Regions from separate parts of the Mus musculus genome. Here region 1 is linked to region 2. Evidence: chromatin contacts called from public HiCAR-type data. All regions are on one chromosome and are shown on one strand. The core of a region is the stretch at or near the end of the contact, and the rest is flanking DNA. Distances in the headings are between cores, read along the strand shown.

Region 1 (6,428 bases), core at 3,421-5,920, 900 kb before region 2:
CAACCCTTTCGGCAACTTAAAGTTTATTCTTAAAAGGGCCTATTCCATTACATAATATTTTCTAGTATGAGAAAGGATTTTAAAAAGTTCAGCCTGGTCCTCCCTGGTCATACATGGAGCCGAGAGGGATTTAAGATGCTGTGAGGAGAGTCTAGACATGAATTTATATAATCCATGTCTCACTTCACCAGCTTGAAGTCCAGAGTAAGGTCATATCTTTAAATATATATGTCTTCAGGACTCTCATGTCCCGTAGGGTGACTTGAGAATGCTGTTTTTCCTTGCCTTTGGCCCTAGGCTGGTTCTCAAGACTCGAGGTGTGACCTGTGGCCTAGAAGTCAAAGTTGTGAGTCTGGGAGAGCTAGGCAGAAGTCACGTCCTCTATGGTGTCTATTCAGCTTGTTGCCAGTCCTCGTACCTAACAGCTTGGACTCCTTTAAGCAACCATATCTCCAGATCAGGATCACATGACCAGGTGTCCCAAGTGTCCTTAGGGTTAGGGAAGTGAAACTAGCCAGGCGGTTTATCCGTAGGGCTCTTGTAACTGGGCTTTGGCCAGAAGCTGTAATTATCCTTGGTTACGTCTTGGCCAAGAGTCAGAAATGCTGGAAATATTTGGGGTTCTTGTTTCTTTCTGGTTTTACCTATTTTAGATGCTAGTAATTTTTGGACCTCATGTCTTAATTTTATGATCTGCCCTCATTTACAGTTAATTGTCACTCACTCGGTCCTGATATAATCTAGCTACCCTGGGGTGGATACTTTTGATGTTCCTCTAAGACCTGAAAGTTACCGAAAGTAGAGACCCTAACTCCTTCTGGTCCCCAATTTTAGCCCATCTCCTTAGGGTCTCAACTCTTATTAAGAGGATGGGACAGGTAACCTTGGAGACCTTTGAAGATAAAACCCTCCCTCATAGCTTTGACTCCTTCCTATTTCCCTGGTAACAATAGAAAGAAGAGCTTTACAACTATCTCTGTAGGTCTCCTCAACAAAAGAAAGGAATATCTCAGGCCCTGGGTGGAGAGGTGACATTCTGATCTGCTCTAAAGATTAGATAATTGCATACTGTTTTAGGGATTCTATTGCTGTGATAAGACACATGACCAAAAGCAACTTTGGAGTTGGGGGTGTGGGTGGGGTTTGACCTTATGGCTTATAAACCTGTCACCCATGGAAGCCAGGAAAGAGACTCTGGGCAAGAACCTGAAGGCAGGAACTGGAGCAGAGACCGTGGAGGAGTAATGCTTACTGACTTGTTCCTTATGGCTTGTTCAGTCTGTTTTCTTATAGCACCCAGTACCATCTGCCTAGGGTGGGGACCACCCTCAGTGATCCGGGCCTTCCTTTTATTTATTACTTAACTTTTATTGATTCTGTGTGAATTTTACATCATGAACCCCAAGCCCACTCAGTTCCCTGTCTCTTCTACCCACCCTCTCCCTCAAAAGAAAAAAAAGTCATTGTGGAAGCTGTAGTGTATGACAGCGTGTCCCACAGTATACCCTCTTGTCCACACATCTTTACCTGCGAATGTTCATTGCCATGAGTCATTGGTCTGGTTCAAGTTCTCTGGCTTCTGCTACACCAGCAATACTGCATCCTCACCAGGACTCTTCTTAGACATCCTCTCGCTGCCCTGTGTCTTGGAGATCCTGCAGCTTTGGGTCTGCAGGACTGGCCCCTTCACATGCTCCAGCAGTTCATAGATGGAGTAAATGTTGGGGTGAAACAACTCAAAGTGTTGGATCTGGGTCTGGGTGGTAGTTGAGTTGGTCAGTCCGTCAGCCCTCCTGCACACACACCCACCAGGGTGAGCTCTCTAGTGCTGTCTCGGCTGAAACCTGTAAGGTGCAGAGACAGCTCTCCTGCTCTTGTGCCCTTGGAGTAGGCTCTACTGTGCTGCCCCTGGGGAGGTACAGGGCCTACTCTCTTGAGTGTTGAAGCTGGTGAGTGTTGCAGGGGAGCTGAGCCCTCTTACATCTATCATCAATCAAGGGCTGGAGAGATGGCTCAGCGGTTAAGAGCACTGACTGCTCTTCTGAAAGTCCTGAGTTCAATTCCCAGCAAATGTATGGTGGCTCACAACCATCTGTAATGGGATCCGATGCCCTCTTCTGGTGTGTCTGAAGACAGCTATAGTGTACTCATATAAATAAAAATAAATACATTAAAAAAAAAATCACCCATCAAGAATATGCCCCAGAGGGTTGCCCATAGGTCAGTGTGGTGGGAACTTTTGCTCAGTTGTGGGTCTCTATTCCAAACTGATTCTGCTGTGTCAAGCTGACATAAAGCTAACCAGTACACTAACCAGTATAACACATACTTTTTCATCTTGCTTAAGACTTAGTCCAGCAGGGCCTGCCAATCACCTGGCCAGGAGCCCACGCCCTGCAAAGGCTGATTCACTTGGAGACACCGAGAAGATGGGAGGAATGATTACAAGATGAGCTGTGGTACTTAGGCTGCTCAGAAGCCCCCTTCTCCTGCAGAAGCAAACAGAAACGTCCTTACCACAGCACTAAGCGGGTCTGAACTCAGAAACAAACCCAAACATCTCCCCACCCCCACCCCCACCCCCGCACCTGCTTTTTTTTCTCTTAATACTGGCCAAAATACTAAGCATGCTTTCCTCGGCACTCTGCATAGCTGTACCCTTTTCAGAAGTCGTCCCCCCCACCCCACTGCACAGCTACTCACAGACCTCAATTGCTGAACAGGCCGGTTTCTCCAGCCTTAACTCAAAGGCGTGGCCCCCCCCTCCCCCCCCCCCCCCCGTCTCCCTTCTTCTGACAGCTGCTAAGATTTATGGCTTGTCTGTGTTTTTGTTTTTCTCTTAAAGTTTAGTAATATTGCCCTGGTGCTTGCTTCTAAGTCTATTTCTAAACCCTCGTATTGATACACAGACGTATGAAGGGAAACCCCAGTTTCCCTGGTAGCATTTTCCCTTAAATTCCAACCCTACCCACTTCCTGCCCATTGGAGCAAGGAGGTAGATGTACGTAATTAGTATAACGGAAGTTATATGTTGTTACACTGAGGGTCACCACACAAGGTTCACACTTTAAATTCTTAACTATAGTCCTAAACCTGTCTCTCCAAGGCTGCTCACCTGTGCAACATAACTTAGCTGAAGGTCTGGTCCAGTCTCTAACAGAAGTCTCTGATCCAAGGGTCAGGATCCTGGGAGAAACTCTCGAGCTGCAGGGAAGATCAAAGTGGAGTCTCTCCAGATGTGGAGAGCTAAGCATTTCTTTGATAAACTTAGAAGAGTCTCTCTGTCTTTTATTTACTTCTAAGAGGTTCAGTGGGTGTCATGGGGTTCTAGGACCGTGTCTGGTTATTTGGAATGAGTGATCGAGTGATGTCACTGAGTTCTGGTTATCATATGCAGCCTTGGGTGTAGTGGGATTCCTGACTAAGCTATTCTTATGTGTCTAAAAGCCTTTTTTACCCTATGCTCATTACACTGCTCCAGCCTGAGTGGTATTCATCCCTTGTCTTCTTCAGAGCACCCTTCATCTGGGTCCCCAGCAATCTGTCCTGTTCTACTGTGGGTGGAGAATAGCACCGTGCTGGGTGGCTGTGTGACACATGGAGCCACATGGCTAGGTCTTGCACAACAGAAGAGGAAGCAGGGTAAGGAGATAAGATGCTCTTTATACCATAGAAAAGGGACTCGGGTTCTAGGCCTGTGGCGTGGTTAGCTCAACTTGACAGCCTAGAATCAAATGGGAAGAGAGTCTTAATGAGGGACCGTCTAGATCAGGTTGTGGGCTTGTCTGTGGGAGATTGTATTGATTACATTAATTGATGTAATTGATTAATTGTTGTAATCATGAGCTAGGGAAGACCTGGCTCATGGTGGGGGGCACTGATCCTGGACAATTTAACAGAGAGAGTGATCTGAGTGTGGACAAGCACGCATATGTGTATCTCTCTCTGCCCTGGGCTATGCATATGAAGTGACTGGCTGTTTTAAGTTCCCCCTGCCCAGACATAACACTCTGCTATGGTGGACTGTATATATCCTGGGATTGTGAGGTAAAAAAATACTTTCCCCCTTAAGCTGCCTTTTGTTAGGGTATTTTATCACAACAGAAATGAAATTAGAACAGCCTACATCAGAATTCTAATAATCTATAGAATAGTATTCACTCACTATTATCTCCTTTCTGTCTGTCTGTCTGTCTGTCTCCCCATACACCCCACACCTGCACAGGGTTTCTCTGTGTAGCCCTGGCTGTCATGGGACTCACAGAAGTCTGCCTGTCTCTAACTCCTGAGTTCTGGGATTAAAGGCATCCTTTCTTAAGAGTTGGTCCCAGTGGACTTCACCTGGGATCTTAGCTTCCCACTACATCTTCCTGGACCTCTATTTTCTCATCTGCAAATTGGGTTGTACTGGTGAATCTAGAGGCAAACTGAGGAGGAAATCCACAGGGTGGTTCCCTGAGAGCTGTCATTCCACAGGGGAGGACTAGGTGTCAGGACTGGGTGGAGAGAGAAGCTTTGCTCTGCCCACCCTAAGCTGAGGGGTCAGCCTCCAGTACCCTGGTTCAGTACTACTCTGGGCTTCTTCCCAACGCTCTTTCTTAGGTTTGAGACTGCATGGTTTTGTTTTCCAAATCTGAGTTCCTTTCATTCTTCCTCTCCAATGGGATTAAAAGGAATCACTTCCAGGGCCTTCCCAAGGAAGACAAAGCTCAAGGTTTGGTCCGGGAGGTTCAGTTCTTTTAGAAACATTTTTTCTTTTCTGTCTGCCTCCACCCATTCCTGCCCAAGTGCACATTGTTCTTAAATGTCACAAGTGTGTGTGTGTGTGTGTGTGTGTGTGTGTGTGTGTGTGAGAGAGAGAGAGAGAGAGAGAGAGAGAGAGAGAGAGAGAGAGAGAGGGAGAGAGAGAGATCCCTTTTGCTTCTGAATGCCACAGTCTGCTGAAGGGAAACAGCAAGAACAAATAGCTGAATTAAAGGCATGCTGATTTTTTTTCTTTTTTTGTCTTCCTGGCTTTATTTAGGTTTCCAGTCTGGGCCTCTCTTCACACTCTGGTCTCCCTCCAGTCTCCCTCCCCAGGCTGGCATTGAAATGTCAAATACAGCAGTTTGCAGCTGAAAGGGGGTCCCTGGTGGGAACAGAATGCCCTTCTAACCCGTGGGCCTGGGCTGTTCCTTCCATGCGCCTCTCTTTGCTTTTCTCTTTCTTGTGGGCTGCCTTTCACCCACAGAGGTTGTTTGAGGTGGAGGATGGGGAGCAGGAGAAAGGCTTTGCACCTGGGAGCGAGAAGGAGGTGGTCCTCACACCCTTGGCTTCTCCTTTCTTAGTTTCTCCAGCCTCCAGCAGAAACTGAGAGAGATGATTCCCTGGGGTCTTTGTACTCTCTCTCTCCCAACCCCAGAAACTCTGGATATCCAGAATGGCCTCAGTGTTTAGCCAGTCCCTGCCCCGACAGGGCTTCTCTGTGCAGGCTGGTGTCAGTTAGGAGGAAGTAGAAGGACCCTGGGTTATTAGGAATATGTAAGGTAGTGGGATATTTTGCAATACCCAGAGTTGCTAAGGGGGTGGAAAACAGATGTCTTCTTAAGTTTCTGGCTCTTTGATTAGATAGATTGACACCCTTAGAAAAAGTGCAAGTGTCCCTAGCTAGGTGGCACATGCCTTTAATTCCAGCGCTAGAGCAAGCGGTATAGAAGCAAGTGGATCTTTGGGTTTAAAGCCAGGCTGATCTGTCTACATAACGAGTTCCAAGACAGCCAAAGCTGTGTAGAGACACCCTGTCTCAGGGGGGAAAAGAAAAAGAAAAAAAAACCCAAAACCAAAATGACCCCCAACATGGAAATATCCAACTCAGCAATCCTGCTTATATAGCTATTTCTTCCTAAGAAAATAATTGCTCAAGTGTGTGAAGAGTTCTGCCCAAGGCTGTTTGTCCCAGTTGATGTTTGCAATATGGCTTGATTACAAGTATCCCAGTTCTCAGTGGAGAATTTAAACAGTATGATGGTGTAATGTCGGGTGAAGTAGTATGTAGTCATTGAAAACTGTAATGTAAAGCTGGAGAAGGGTCAGTGGTTAAGAGTATTGGCTGTTCTACCACAGGACTTGAGTACAATCCCACAACCCGTGTGGTGACTCACAACCATTTATAACGGTCATTCCAGGGATCTGCTCTCCTTTTCTGGCCTTCGCAGGCACCAGCATGGGGCTGCTGTACAGACATAGATGCAGGCAAAATATCTGTGTTTCAACTGGGGCAAATAGCCCTGGGCAGAACTCTGCACACACTTGAATATTTTCTTAGGAAGAAATATCTGTACAAGTAGGATTGCTGTGTTGGGCATTCCACTTTTGTGTGTGTGTGTGTGTGTGTGTGTGTGTGTGTGTGTGTGTGTGTGTGTGTTGGTTTTTGTACATGTAACACAAAA
Region 2 (6,174 bases), core at 2,253-4,752:
AGGAAGACAAAATGGAAACATGAAAATATATACAAATAATCCCAAAGGAGACATATAAGGAAGAAATGAAATGAAAACAAAACCCAACACTATAAATGGAAAATAAAAAACAAAGTGATAGATTGTGATAGATTTAAACTTATAATGCCAGTAATCACATTAAATATAAATGGCCCAAGTAGACAGATTCAAAAGGACACCAGAATTGGTAATGTGTAAGAATCTACCATGTGGTATTGGTTTGGGTGGCATTTAAGCTAATATTTTGCTTGTTGGAGAACATGAATACTATATATTATTACCATGTTAGCCAATCTGATACAAGCAAAAATATTAAATTACAAGTCATTGAAAGAAACAGTGACAAAGAGTCTCCAGCTTTCAGAGCATCAGGGGACCTTTATAAGCCACCTCATCAGTAATTCCAATACTTAAGATTAGTTTGATGATTCTTTGGAGGGGGCATTAATAGAGCTCATTCAAGAAGCAAGGGAAGACTTACACAACTACATTTCTTAAATAAATTGACAGTTTTATCGACAAATTACTCAAAAAAAAAAAACCTTGACAACTCAAAAGACTACAGATAAATGCTAATACACGCCTAAGGAAGAAACAATACAAGTTAAACACAATGACCTATAAGGTCTATAGCCAGCAGGATTCCAATGTGACTGCAGAAACTCCCAGCACATGCTGCAGACACACCTACTTTTAGGCATTTAAGCAAATTTTAATCTTAATGTTACTATGAATGAATTAAGTCTATACATCAATTAAGAGGAAGGCTCTTTGCAATGGCCAGTCCTGATCTGATGAGGCCTTTAAAAATGAGAATTTTCTCTAGCAGGTGACAGAGAACACAATTACGAACTAAAGCACAATGGGTTTCAATGGCTGTCTTAAAGATAGGAGACAGAAAGTAACAAGGTATATGCAAAAACTCTAGAAGATGAGTGTGGCACTTGGCTAAGGGAATAAGGCTAACAAATGATCAGCAAAACTGCGTAGAAGACTTCTCCAAGACTCCAGAAGAGAGCCAGTTTATGCATCGTCTGTAACCTTACAGCATTCGGAGCAAGGGACTTAGCTAGTTACTTATTAGATAGCAATGGGAACTAAAACCCTTGTACCAACTCATTCTTCACAGTTGCTGTTACCATAGTGATAAAGTAAGGCAGGAGGGGAGTCCAGGAACTTACAGAGAAGGATATGAAAGTTCTACACATAATGTTAATAACCTTAACGTTGATGATTTATAAGAAGAACATGTCTAAGCAAATGGACTCTGTGTGGAAGTTGGGCCTGGTTTATCGTTCCAAAGCAATGAACATAGTGAGTCATGCTAACAACCTGACAGAAAAAGTAGTCTGTAATAATCTTGGTAGATGCAAAAAGTTATTATACAAAGGTCAAACTCAGTGCTTGAACTATGAAACTCAGTAAATGGACTAGAAAGGACTTCCTCATCCTGGGATGCTGTAATAAATATGTTTAATAGTAAAAATCTAAATGCCGTTTCCTAAAGATTGAAGAAAAGCAAAGAAGCCTGTGATTCCATTTTCATTCCATTTAATTATTTTTCTGACTACTGATCTATTTGTTTAGATTCTACACAATGTGATGTCCTTTATTCCTAGAGCTCAGAGTGTGTTACAGTGTAGCAGTGTCTGCCCTCACATTTGTGTTCAACACAGGGCTGGAGAGTCTTCCCAGTGCCAAAGGCAGAATCCAGGGAAAAACAGACCCCATTTCAAACGCAAAGGGAAGGGCTGTTCCTCTTCCTGGATAGAATGATGTTCTGTATAAAATCCTATTCTACCAGAGCTACAAAAACTGTGTGTGTGTGTGTGTGTGTGTGTGTGTGTGTGTGCAGGCATGCACACCTGTGTGGTGTGTCTTGCCAATAAACAGTCAGAAGTTAAAATGTAAAATAAGTAGCATGTGCAATGCTATATAAAGAAGCTGAGGTGATCATGCATGTTATTAGGAATATAAAATGATAAACCCGTTTGGAAAGGATTGAATGATTACATTCAAAACTATGTGCACTTATGATACATGGTCCAACTCCAGCCATCCCCTTCCTACTCATAAACCCAATAAAAAAGAAAGCCCAGGTCCTGTTAAATGGCATTGAAATTCTGTTTTGCTTTATATGTCTGCCTGTCAGTCATCATTTATTGATTTATAGAGCACCTATCCCATGATTAAGGTACTTTGGAATATAGTAACTATCACACACACACACACACACACACACACACACACACACACACTAAATATCACACACATACACACAAACACACACATACACAAACCTTATGTAGTTAAATACAGTCAATAAATTATAGAACAAAAAACTGTAATGAAGCAACATTATGTCAAACTTTAGAAATGTTGAGAAAAACAAAAAAGTAATTCTACCATCTAGAGACCAGACCAAGATAACAGGCACCAAGATCCAAAGGGAGCAGGCTTGTAGAGAGTGAATGAGCATATAAATAAAATTTCACGACTGAGACCAAAGGCCATTGAAAGATAATATAACACCCATGTAGCACAGAAGCTAAGAATCGAATGCTCAAGCATTATCTTCCCATGACAAGAAAATCAACTCCATGAGGATTTTAAACTCAAGAGATCTTGTAGCCACCAATATTATTCCACTACAAAAATAGCTGCAAATTTGCAAGCCTCTACAAGAACTTGGACAAAATTAGGTAACAGTTCTATAATCTAAAGGGTTCTGTGGGTGTGGCTGATGGTTGAACTAGGTGGCAGGGTTCTGGGGTAGTGATGGGACTTTGGGAAAGTACTGAAATGTCTGACACCAGGTACATGATGGCCTCTTCAAATAGATGCAATGCTGTGCTTCGGCTCTGAGCATACGAGTGCATATGCAAATGACATGCAAACAACTCCCCAAATAATCATCTGGAGTGCAAGAAACTAGATCTTAGGAAAGCAGATTTCATTTCCCTAAATGCTAGAAAATGCATGTGAAAGGAGGAGGAAGCTTGGGAGAGCATGCCCAGGGGCTCTTGGGAACTTTAAGGAACGATGCCTGCATGCTTGAAAAATATGCATCCCTATTATATTGTACATGTTGAAACCCATATTTAATTATAAGTTGATCCTTCTTCCATAATAGTTTTAAATAAGTGTGACAAATGCCGCAGCACAGGACTCATTCCTAGCAGCACCGACTTTAAATGAAATAACACTTGCACACAATGATGCTTGTTTGAAAGTTTATAGCGTTCAATAAAGTAGTATATTGATAATGTTCTCCAGATTTGTCTCTTTAGTTGAAACTGAACTCAAACAATTAATATGCTAGTTAAAACAACCCGAGTTTTAGGCTCTAGATAAAGACAATAGGGTCTATCTATAGAGAGCAGCAGGCAAATTACCTTCTAAGCTCCTGTAATTCTCAGAGGCACACCTCAGCTGCTGATGTATCCATGAGTATCAGTTTATGAGGCACTGATACAGGCAGGGGAAAGCCCGCCTGCTGCCACTCCTGCCTTACTTACTCATGCCTATACCTGTAACACAGGGCAGTTGTGTCTTGTAGCTTCTCTCCTAAAAGAAATTTCTGGAGCTCTTTTGAAAGGGGCTAGAAATGAAGAAAACAAAACACATAGCATTTTCTTTTGTTCTTATCCTTTCTGAAGCTCAGCCAAGTATAGAGTTGTGTTTCAACAAGATCCTAGCAGACACCTTTTCTCCTTAAAACCTGAGTATTTATAAAGATGAGCTGCCTGTAGTGAGGCTTTTGAGTGAAGAGGAAATCTCTGCACAGCAAGGTATCTCTATTTTTAGGCCATTGCTCATCTACCCTAGAACTTAGCACATGAATGAGGGCATTTTGGATTGTAGTCTTTTAGTTTAGGGAAGAGCACTCAGAGACTTTGGTAAAACCCACAGTGCTGGCCTAGCCTATCTGAAAGGCTTGAGTCCTTGCCTCCTAGTGCAGTCTTCCTAATTTCAAATCTTCTCTATAACGTTTGCATTACAATAGGCTACCTTCTTAGGAAATGCTCTCCCACTCTGCAGAACTTGCTGTAAGAGGGTGAGGCATGACTTAGCAAATTACAGGAAGCCAACGTGTATTTGTTCGTCCAGCTCCGCCCTGGGCAGGTACAAACCAAGCACTGTTTATTAAGGTTGGTGGCTTCAGTTGTCCCTTCCTGTTTGGAGAAGGGCATTGCCTATTGAAAGAGCCAGGTTCCTGAATCACGAGTTTGAAAAATTGTCAGAGGGCATGGCAGAGGACATGGGACTAAATTCTTAGACAGGCTCCAAAAGTCTTAAAGGAAAATGTGGGGAACTATAGTGTGCTGAAGGCGGACTTCACCAGCAGTATCCTATAAATGCCTTGGAGCTCCCAGTCTACCTTGACATGAGGTCCCCTAACTTGTACCTGTCTGTGACACTTATTCAGTGTAAGATTAGACTTTCAAGTGTTATCATACTTTTAAAATGTGACAGAGCAGATCAAACAGTTACACATTCTACCAGACATGTAGTTAGTCTTCTTCAAATGTGGGGAGGACTTGGACAACAAGGAATGACAGAGACATGGTTATAGACCAGAAGAGAGCAGGGGAACATGACAACTAAGCAGATGGTGCCATCCTGCATGAGATCATTATATACAAAGTGTGGCAGTGAGGGGGGAAAGTGGCATCCAAATAAAGACTGGCTTTTAATTAGTAGCAACTACCAGTGTCTCTTCATTGTGACTCATGTATCAAGAGATCTTAAGATATTAACAAAGGGGAAGAAATTGGGAAGATGGCTCAGGATTACCTCCTGATGGCCTTGATGGACAGAAACGTTCAGAGACCCAGCATATAAATTTAACTCTAAATTGGGTTGAGTTGGGAATAATCAATAGATTGAGTATTTCCAGGGGCTGAGATGAGAAGGGAAACATGAGCTGAGCAACACCATTCATTGGTTTCTCCTTCTTTACTGCAGACGTAATGTGATCGGCTGGCTCATGCTCTGGCTTCGCTGCCTTCCTTGCTATGACTGATGGTACCTTCAAACTATGGCCCAGATAAACTAGCATTTTGTCGCAGCCATGAGAAACAGCAATGAAAGCATCTGCCCCTGGAGTATATGTATCAGATGCTCACCAAGTAGAAGCAATACTGGGCATCAAACATGTGGACAATTAGAAGAAAGAAATCTGTTTTTTTTCTTTTTTTTTTCTAATATTTTTATTAGGTATTTTCCTCATTTACATTTCCAATGCTATCCCAAAAGTCCCCCATACCCACCCCCCAACTCCCCTATCCACCCACTCCCATTTTTGGCCCTGGCGTTCCCCTGTACTGGGGCATATAAAGTTTGCATGTCCAATGGGCCTCTCTTTCCAGTGATGGCCAACTAAGCCATCTGTTGATACATATGCAGCTAGAGTCAAGAGCTCCGGGGTACTGGTTAGTTCGGTTAGTTCATAATGTTGTTCCACCTATAGGGTTGCAGATCCCTTTAGTTCCTTGGGTACTTTAGAAGAAAGAAATCTTATCATCTTGAGAATTAAGTGCCAAAAGAAAGACACTAGACTCCAGACTGAAGATTTTTTTTTTCTGGAACTGTAGAGCAGAGAGAATTTTCTAGTGCACAGTCAACAATATTTTTTATGTGAGAGGCAGCTGTGGCCTCATCCATTAGGGCCCAGAAGCCAGCGGCCCTAATCACACCTCACTTAGGAGGAAATGCAGTAACATTGTGGCTATGTAGCCAGAGACATCTTTGCCATTTACAGGACGCTGGGAGGCCCTAGGCGGAGATGGTTTATCGTTAGCTCATTAGTGGTGCTTCCTTCAGGAGCTCTTACCCACTCCCCCCAGTTATTTACAAAGTTCACGCTGTCAGCAGGTCCATGTGTGGTACTGAAGACTGCAGCTTTTTCATATCAGACCAACTGTGGTATGTGCTACTGGCTGCCAATCTTGGAAATGTCTTCATTAGATATTTGATAGAAGCAACTCTTGGAACTACTGAGGGAATTGATACCAAAATCCTAGCAGCTCAAGAATTATGAGAAAACATAAAAGAAAAGACAACATAGGATCTAGTGTATTTGCTTTAACAAAGAGAATGTTTTAAAATTCCCTTTCATTAATTACCATGGCAATCAACATCAAGTCCCAT

What was found. HiCAR-type assays count read pairs that join an accessible place to other places.
Region 1: a contact with region 2 is called in a HiCAR-type map of embryonic stem cells, with 5 times the contacts expected there. The contact joins two enhancer-like sites.

What each region holds. Positions count from the first base shown.
Region 1 is chr7:73,221,418-73,227,845 of GRCm38.p6, reverse strand. It overlaps Gm30075 (predicted gene, 30075), which reads left to right. Exons shown (of 5, transcript NR_166609.1): 3 at 3,514-3,642. Among named protein-coding and RNA genes, the nearest start is that of Gm30075, 14 kb to the left of the region's middle. Within about 2 kb of position 4,670, at least 52 of the 459 cell types and tissues checked have an H3K27ac peak or open chromatin away from gene starts, as enhancers often do. A contact at or near this core is called in embryonic stem cells, where this site is marked.
Region 2 is chr7:72,324,034-72,330,207 of GRCm38.p6, reverse strand. No RefSeq gene overlaps it. Among named protein-coding and RNA genes, the nearest start is that of Gm39035, 20 kb to the right of the region's middle. Within about 2 kb of position 3,502, at least 17 of the 459 cell types and tissues checked have an H3K27ac peak or open chromatin away from gene starts, as enhancers often do. A contact at or near this core is called in embryonic stem cells, where this site is marked.